Regions from separate parts of the Mus musculus genome. Here region 1 is linked to region 2. The links are chromatin contacts, called in public HiChIP or PLAC-seq maps. All regions are on one chromosome and are shown on one strand. The core of a region is the stretch at or near the end of the contact, and the rest is flanking DNA. Distances in the headings are between cores, read along the strand shown.

Evidence for each region. HiChIP or PLAC-seq counts read pairs in DNA pulled down with a chosen protein or histone mark.
Region 1: an H3K27ac HiChIP or PLAC-seq map of embryonic stem cells shows a contact between it and region 2, with 20 read pairs. The contact joins the promoter of Ggct here to the enhancer-like site in region 2. A contact is called at or near these places in 4 of 39 promoter capture datasets (the C10 cell line, liver, macrophages and 1 more), 1 of 15 datasets of contacts at CTCF or cohesin (the NIH/3T3 cell line), 12 of 484 Hi-C or Micro-C datasets (CD8 central memory T cells, the G1E-ER4 cell line, the N1E-115 cell line and 8 more), 9 of 115 datasets of contacts at active chromatin or transcription factors (CD8 T cells, the HPC-7 cell line, bone marrow-derived macrophages and 3 more) and 5 of 9 other capture datasets (adipose tissue, bone marrow-derived macrophages, liver and 2 more).

The regions. Positions count from the first base shown.
Region 1 is chr6:54,991,340-54,995,902 of GRCm38.p6, forward strand. Ggct (gamma-glutamyl cyclotransferase) reads right to left here and starts at 1,528. Exons shown (of 4, transcript NM_026637.3): 1 at 1,356-1,528. The coding sequence starts at 1,496. RefSeq lists an enhancer at 1,743-1,772 and a cis regulatory region at 1,753-1,762.
Region 2 is chr6:54,951,030-54,955,827 of GRCm38.p6, forward strand. All of the region lies in intron 1 of Nod1 (nucleotide-binding oligomerization domain containing 1), which reads right to left. Among named protein-coding and RNA genes, the nearest start is that of Nod1, 19 kb to the right of the region's middle. Within about 2 kb of position 1,667, at least 15 of the 459 cell types and tissues checked have an H3K27ac peak or open chromatin away from gene starts, as enhancers often do. A contact at or near this core is called in bone marrow-derived macrophages, embryonic stem cells and macrophages, where this site is marked.

The DNA of each region.
Region 1 (4,563 bases), core at 278-2,777, 40 kb after region 2:
CAACAGACTGTCCAAAGTTCTCTGTGGTCATGTTAGGATATGACACTTTCTTATCTTTCCAGCCCTCATGCCACATCTCCCTGTAGACTCCAACCACTTCCTTTATCTCCTGTCCTTTGAACAAGCTACCCTCCCTGACAGTTTTTTGCTCTCCTCATCTCCCTTCAGGTCTCAGCTTAAAAGTTATATCCAGGAAGGCTTTCCTGAGCACCTAGGTCAGGTCCTCTGGTCATATATTCTGTTGCACCTTGCAAGTCCTCTTTTAAGGCTAACCACAGCTATAATTTATCATTTATGTGGTATTTCTTTCCTGTACTTCACGTACTTGAACTCCAATCCTACACTCTTTGGAGTTTTAGATAGAGTACAGAGCGTGACTCCCACTTCTGAAACTTGAAAGGCTAGGAGCTAGTTATCAGATCATCTTGCTTGCTAAGTAAGGACGTGGATTCATGGTGAGATTTAGCCAATCAGGGCACCTCGCAGGGGCTCTCAATTAGTGCTGGTGTTTAAGATCATTAGGGACTCCACTCTAGGCTTCAGGAATTGCAGAACTGTGGCAAAGCAGCAGTCAGGAGTCAGTTCCATATTGTGCTTACTAGTTGAGGAAAGGTGTGGCCAGTTTCCAGAGCAGGGATGGCCCTCTCCTGTAATGCTGGTTGTGTATACACACACACACACACACACACACACACACACACACACACACACACACACACACACACAGTAGTCCACCTGTTTACTCAATCTTTCAGGTGAATCCATGAGCTCTCTAACAGCCTTCCAACACCCCTCCCCATTCTCCTTTCTGAAATCAGCTGGTTTCTGTTGCCTGAAATCAAGAATTGACAAGGTTATCAAAGTTGGCTAAAATTATTAAGGGCCCTACACACAATCAGATTGTACACCAGAAAGGTCCTCCAAATAGCTAGGCTGCTCAGTCATCCTTGTAACCCCAGCACTGAGTGCCAGAAGAATACGTATTAAAGAGGAAATGAACTATGGTCAAGAACACATTTTATCACAGTTAAAAGCTTATTGGGCTACTCTACTGAGGGAACGAACATTGCTATCAGTATTGAAGACACGGTTCCAGGTCTCAAGGCCAGGACGCTAAGATCCGAAGGAAAGGACAGGCAGAATTTCACAGAACTGTGGGATAGATAAGGTACGCACAGGACAGAAAGCAGCTAGTTCTCGACTAAGAAGCACCTATTAAAGGCATCTTACGGGATGCTCATAACCGGTGGAAAAGGGCAGCCAGTGGAGGGTTGCGAACTCCGACGGTGGCTAGAGGTTCCCGGCAGGAGTCGCAGCTAGCCCGCTCTCCAGGTCGCCCGCACAACGGCACTGACCTGCAGGCGCGCCACGCAGCAGAACACGGCCGAGGGGTTTCGCAGGTGGATCCTCTCGGTCAGGAGATTGCTGCCGTAGGCGAAGTACAGGAATGTCTCCCCCTCCTGGCCCGCATGGCCCTCACAGTCGGAGCTCGCCATGTCCACTTATCCACGCCAGCAGCGTCAAGCACAGAGAAGCCGGACTAGCGCTGCTAAAAAGAGCAGTGCGCCGCCACCCACGCGGTAGTGCAGAGCGGCGGGCGGAGCCGCACAGAGAGCGCGCTGAGGATTGGCTGCCGGCTTGCCGGCGTGAGCTAACTACCAGGATTGGCCTGTCTACAGCTCCTCCCGCCCACTGACGTCGCTTTTCTATTGGATGCATCCCTCGGATGTACGGCCCCCTGCCTGAGGCGCCGCTGATTGGCGAGTCTAACGGACAGCCCGAGAGTGGCTACTGGCGACTGTGTTTTCCCCACCTGGCGGCGATTGCCCAGGTCAACCAGTGGTGCGGTAGGCTCTGCGCCTGGTATAGAGGAGACAAGTCTCAAATTGCTGTCGGCCTAGCCTGGATCTTGCGGCAGTTCTCCTGCCTCAGCCTTCCTGGAATGGGAAGGCTGATCCTACAAGTTTTCTTAGGATCACTACCTGAAGTTGCCTCACTGCATACCAGGGTAGTCTTTCTCCCACGTTCAGATCCGGACATGCCATTTGCTAGCCAGTTGACTCTGTTCATCGTTGCAATCTATTTCCTCTTTTTAAAATAGAACGACACAAAACACCCATGTTGTTGCTCTTGAAATGAAGATAGGAGAGCAAACTGAAGGTCTAGAGCAATGACTGCCGTTGGCCCTCAGAAATTAATCTAAATTCAACTCCACACTGACAGGTGCCAGAATTCCTGGAGAAATGACTGAATCTTAGGTCAAAGCTGGGAGTGAAAATTACCTCTTGAAAGAACAATAATCCAGAAAATGAGAACCCCAAGATGAACAAGGTCATTCCTAAAAGACCATTCACTAGACAAAGCGAGAACAACTTAAGGAGCAGAACGACTGGAAACTCTAAAATGATCCCTAAATGTATGTCATTCCCTTCAGGAAGTAAACCAAATTAAAACAGAGAAGAGAACCATATTGCCATGCCATCAGTGGCTAACACTTCATCACTTTTAAAAAGTGGGTATTTAAGAAAATGAGTGTTCTGCCTTTCTAGTACCAACTGTATTTTTGAAAACCAAATAGCTGATGAGGAAGCAATTCTTTGCTTTTTTAAAAAAAAGTATACTGGCTAAATGCAGGAAATGGGGGTACTGGGATTAGAACATCTGTCTCTGGTGCAACCAAACTTCCCGTCAGGAGCATCAGGTCACAGGGATGTTTATAGAGTCTCAGTTATCCCCCAAGGCTCACTGCTAGTCATTGGACAGGAAGACCATGATTATTTGGGAAACCTGACCTCTCTCACCTGATAGCCAGTCAATCTGGTCACCAATAAAAGAAGACTATCCTGACACAGTCAGAAAGCAACATGAAGCTGGGCATTGTGGACTGCACCTTTAATACCATCACTCGAGAGGCAGAGGCAGGCAGTTCTCTGTGAGTTCAAGGCCAGCCTGGCCTAGAGAGTAAGTTCCAAGATAGCCAGGGCTGTTATACAGAGAAACCTTGTTTTGAAAAACAACAACAACAATAATAACAACAACATGAAGCAACACGAAGCCCCCACATCTGTGAACTACAATTTACAAAGGATTTTTAGCCTCAAAAAAAAAAGCCTTTTATCTTTTATATCACCCTCTTCCAGAAACCATTCATGTATAAGAACAAATGGCAATAGAAGAAAACAGTGAAGAACACCTTGAACTTATCTCTTACATTGTTGTGATTAAAAATAAAAGGTAAGGCTGGGGCCAGCTACATGGATCTGGAGGTAAAGCACTTGCTACCAAGCCTGCAGACAGTTACATCTCCAGTACCCATAAGGTAGGAAAAACCCAGCTCCTGCAGGTCTCCTCTGACCCCTACGTGCATACACACACACACTCTCTCTCTCTCTCTCTCTCTCTCACACACACACACATACATACATACACACACATACACACACACACATACATACACACACATACACACACATACATACACACACACATACACACACACACACATACACGCACACACACACAATAGGTAAGCATATAGATGTAGTAAAAAGTGTTTTTAGAAAGACAAGACTGAGGGAGGGTTGTTCTAGTTTGAGAGAAACGAGACATGAAGGCTCAATGTGATGGCTTGTCCTTGATAGATTCTGATATGGTGACTCAAATAGAAATATATTTTAGGGACAACTGAACTTGAATTTGGATTGCAGAATTTGATGGTATTAGACAATTACTATTAAATGGATAGTGGTTTGTCTTATGGAGGAAATAGTTTTATTTTAGCATGCATACTGACATATTTAGGCTGATGCGTTCGTTATCTATATTTTAAAAGAATTCAGAAAAATAGAGAGCTAAATGCTAATGGGAGTGATATGTATGTGGGTGTTCACTATACTGTTCTATTCTTTTTTTTTTAAGATTGATTGATTGATTGATTATATGTAAGTACACTGTAGCTGTCCTCAGACACTCCAGAAGAAAGAGTCAGATCTCGTTGTGGATGGTTGTGAGCCACCATGTGGTTGCTGGGATTTGAACTCCTGACCTTCAGAAGAGCAGTCGGGTGCTCTTACCCACTGAGCCATCTCACCAGCCCCTTTTTATTTTTATTTATTTATTTTATTTTTTTTATTTTTTATTTTTATTTATTTATTTATTTATTTTGGTTTTTCGAGACAGTGTTTCTCTGTATAGCCCCAGCTGTCCTGGAACTCACTTTGTAGACCAGGCTGGCCTCGAACTCAGAAATCCGCCTGCCTCTGCCTCCCGAGTGCTGAGATTAAAGGCATATGCCACCACGCCCGGCTATTCTTTTCTTTATATTTGAACATATTCATCTTAGGAGTGGAAAAGGCAGAAAAAGATAGATAGAAAGAAAGCACCTGGCACTGGTGTGCCTCGGCAGGCACTTGCTGTGTAGTCTGCAGTAGGACACTGCTGTCCTCTCACCCCACACACAAGGCAGGCCTGTACACATACTGGTCCTCTCAGAGCCCGAGCTTCTCGTCAGCACATATTCTCTACGTTGTCCTGATCTCTTCAGGCCTCAGGCTCTGTTTTAAA
Region 2 (4,798 bases), core at 417-2,916:
ACCACTAAATGTGTTCATCAGTGTTGCTGTCACTGCAGCAAGAGAACAATGCCAGGGAAGAAAGATTTATTCTGCCTCCTTGTTTTAGTCCTTCTGATGGAGAAGGCATGGCAGAGTAGAGCAGCTCTGTCTCCACAAGTAGACCGGGGAGAAGAGAGGGGGAGAGAGGGAAGAAAGTGGTCACTAGGACCCACTTCAGAACCCATGGCTTCTTCAGGAAGTGACACCCAAAAGACATCAAGCTGATAATACCGAATTCAAATAGCTGGTCACACTGAGTCTCTGGCATTATCCCTTGAAGGAAGATAAAATACGCTAACACGGTCTTCTTCGCATAGACCTTCATTATCTTTTTTGAATCTGCAATGCCAACAAGCATGTAGAAGACAAAAAGTATTTGTGCACACAGGCACAGAAGCCAGAAAAGTTAAACTCACAGGTATCCTTCAAAGGAAAGAGATGTTTAGCCTGTTATAGTTTACAACCTGGTGATCGTCTGCTGTCTGATGAGACAGGCTCTGCCCATATTTCCCAGAACCCCAAACAATTTGTGACTTACTTATCCCAGGTCCTTTCCCTCTAAAACCTTGAACATTACTTTAGGCCATAAAATTCATCCTTGTGAGAGATGCTCTTTCTATTTTATAACAGCCTGAGCAAGATCTATGCCTTAGGGCCATACATTATGTTGACCTTGGTCATTCTCCCTAGACCATGACCTTGAACATTGTTTCTAAGTCAACAAGAATGATCTTACAAAGGAAGCCATGTGTCCTCTGCAAAGAGCTTCAGTGTAAACATGCCTGGGCTTTGCTATACTCACAGGGCCGAGCTAGTTGCTTTCACAAAACTGTTCCCCCAAATTGTGTTGTGCTTAAATATGGCTAAAGTAAATGATCTGGTGTCAGACACTAGGTGTCCTGGCCCAGCACCTGTATCAAAACCTGACTGAACCAAGTTTAATTCTTGTCTTTTTGAGGATCATTTCACTGACAGCTATAAAGCCTTCAGGGACCCTTCCACACAAGGAGGGCCTCTTTTTAAATTTAAATGTTATTATTAAAAGTTGCAAAGAAGATATCACACACTGAAATTAACCAGCTCCAAAGACTATACATCTTAATGAACTTCTAAACAGTTAAACTAGCCACTTGGAAAGGAAGCAATAGAGCTTCACACTGAGTGTTGTTCTTCTATAATCAAATACTTATCTACTACCCCCCAAAAAATACTAAGACAGAATTAAAATTAGAAAAATAGGAGGCTGGAGAGATGGCTCAGAGGAACACTGACTGCTCTTCCAGAGGTCCTGAGTTCAATTCCCGGCAACCCACATGGTGGCTCACAATCATTTGTAATCGGATCTGATGCCCTCTCCAGGTCTGTCTGAAGACAGCTACAGCATACTCACATACATAAAACAAATAAAACAAACATTTAAAAAGTTAGAAAAACAATTCGCTTTATACCCTTTTCATAACTCATGTTCATTGCTTGCATTTAGTTCTTGCTGTTTTTGAGACAGTCTCACTACATAGCTCTGATTGCCAGGATTAAAGGTATGCCCAGCCTTGTTTGGAGTTTTGGATGGTATTTGGGGTGCTACAAAGATAGCTCAGATGGTAAAGTGCTTGCTGTGCAAACACGAGGACTCTCTCAGCACCCAGAGACAGAGGCAGAGGATGGAGGCACGTGCCTGGAACGAAAGAGGATCTTACTCAGCTATGGTGCCTATGACCCACATTAATGACCAGAATTGCACAATAACCCTGAGGGTGCAAAAATGGCACACACACCTTGGTGGTAACCAACAGCTCTCTAGTTGGACCTAAGACCTGCTCAAGATTGGGAACAATGTCTGGTACAGGAAACCTAGATAATTACTCAGTGCTAGTGAAATCATGGTTATTAGACAAGAATCTGCAACTACTAATTTATTAAACCAGTATAATCTCAAGCAACAATTTATAAACATTTGTCCTTATACCCACAGATCAGAGTAATTTTCACCTTCATCAGGGAAACTTTGCAACAGATGGAGACCACTATAGAAAATCACAACTAATCAAAACACCAAGCTGCTACGCACACTCCAGTGAAGTTTGCTTGGCAGGCCGAGAGGCCTGGGAGCACTCACGAGGCAAAGAGTTTCACGGAAACTCACTTCCTGGAACTTTGGCATTCTCATAACCCGTATACTCATACCCTATCCCCGTGTTAGTCTGGTGTGTGGATCCACGTGCTCTCTTTTAGTATTATTTTATTATAAGTGCCTTTTAAGATTGAATTCTGACATAGCTAAGCCTTTGCCAGTATTCCAACGTCCCAGAAAATCCATGAAGCCGACAAACTTAGAATTCAGTAGGAATTCTGTGAGAAGGTTACCTATTCAGTAACATTCAAATTTACTTCTAGTAGAGATAGTGAAACTAATTAGGCATTACAAAGAACAGAGCCGGAATAGCTTAGGGTTGGTCTGCAGAGTGTTTACTTGAGACAATAGCCAGTCTTACCCAGACAGGGGAATTCACAATGGCCTATCAAATAGGTGGGTTTACCATGAAAGAGTCCTCCTAAGACAGGCCCAAAGAAACAGCATAAATCAGTCATTTACTAAGAACCCCTGGTGGTGGGCTTAACAATAGACTAGCTTTACACCTGGCTCCCTTCTTAGTGGCAGCGGCCTGGTCCCCGCCTTCTTTTCATGTATACATTCCTTTTGTATGGTGTCACTGTAACTCAGAGGATGTATCTCGCCTGTTTTCTTGCTATTCTTCTGTATAAAAAATTTGATGCTCAACTTGACAAATTACATTCAGATTCTACACAACCTCTTGTGTTGTGTCTGTCTGTCATTTGCCGACTACTTGCCCATCTGCAACTAGAGACCCGTTCAACGCAGACAAAGGGACCCAGAGGGTCTGTGGCACCAAGCTATGGAGACCTGTCCCAATGGGTTCATCTACAAAATAGCCCCATAGCTAAGGCTCAGGAAGCATGTTGGAAGAAGGGGTAGAAATACTGTAAGAGCCAGAGGATTGGAAAGTTGTCTATGAAGTTGTATCTCCTAGTGATACCAGAAGCTACATCCATAAAGTCTCACCAACATGATGGCCCAAATAAGGATGACACCAATGAACATGACAAACTGGACAGAGAAAAGTCCATGAGGCCTCAACCCTACACAAAGAATTATAGGTAACTGGTGAAAGCTGGGATCAGGAATGGTCAGCCCTGAAAGTATACATACAAGTACCGTTACATGGCCTGAAGGATTATATGTAGGAATATATATTGCGCGCACACATACACACACACACACACACACACACACACACACACACACACATATATATACATATATATGCAGCCATATTCTGTCTAGGCCACTCTTACTCAGACTGGCCAGCCCTCAGGGCCAATTCTCACTACCTTTAATCCATGGTGTCAGTCATGGGATTAGTGAGGAAAAAAAGGCATGAGTTTGAAGGAGAGTGAGGAAGGATAATACAGAACATTTTGGAAGGGGAAAAAAGGAACAGAGAAATACTATAATTATATTATAATCTCAAAAACATTTTAAAGTGCTTTGAAAATGTATATTGTGAGATCAAAAAATAAAAAATGTATAACCATAACTGACTAGCTCAATAAATAAATTATCGTCAAAGAAACAGAGGGCAAGAACTGTAACAGCAGCAAGTCATTGCAAGGGATGAGGTGGCTCTGGAAGCCTGTGAGAAAAGTGGAAGCTGAAGCCCAGAGTGGAAACTTTCTCTTGAAATGCTCACAAGTGTGAGAGAACAGGGAAAGGCCGCGGTTCTTCCCGGGTGAGTCAGCGTGTTTAGAAGGCTGGGGAAAGGAGGTTGAGCAACTGCCTTCATTCCACTTGACCCAACTCTTATCAACTGGGAGTGGGCTTTTAACCAGGCTTCTCTTTCCGTGCCTGCAATTCCCACAAACATGGTCCCTCGGCTTCCCAGGCTTTTCCTGTAATTTCCACCACGGGCTCTTCACAGTTCACCAGCAAAAGGGGACACTCTCTCCTGATTTCTGACCACCTGAACAAAGCCACAGGTTCATGACCCCTAGCTGGCAAAGAGGTGCTTTTTTGTAATTTTCAGAGGGCAGTGAGCTCTCTTTGGCAGGAAGTTAAGGAAGTTATGGTGGACATAAAAAAGGAAACAAAGAAAAACATTGCCTAATAAACCAAAGCCAGAGATAGAGCAAACTGCCATGAGACACCTCAGAGAGAGTGACCAAGCATGAGCTGGTGCCACCAGAAACAGAGAGCCAAGCGTCTCCCAGGTCACAACCTGCCAAACGGTGGGCCCTGGGGTGCCAGTGGAAGGCAAGGGAGCTGAGGGTAGATAGTAGTAGGGACAGCAGAGGAGTAAGGGAAAGGGAGGGCTGGAGAAGGGGGGGGGGAGAGGAAAGGGTGGAGAAGAGGCAGGAGGAATGGCAGAGGTTGACTTTACAGAGCTAGGCCACTCTGTAGGGGGAGGTTTTCCCAGCTCTATATATGGAGCCTTGAGGATGGGAGTTGAAGGGAGATCCTGTCCAGACAGCCCAAGGAAACAACCAAAGAAACAAATTAAGGCCGTGGATGTGGCCTGAAAATGAGACCTCGGGCAGCAGAACGCAGGGTGGGACATGAAATAGAAAAATTAGGATAAAATATGCAGGTGGTAGATGCAATTTTGCAACTCTGTACTCTTGAAATAGAAACCTACTGCCCTTTGTCAGTACATAGCCTGATTGCAACTTAGTTCCCTGTCAGTTCCTTCTGCCCAGAAGC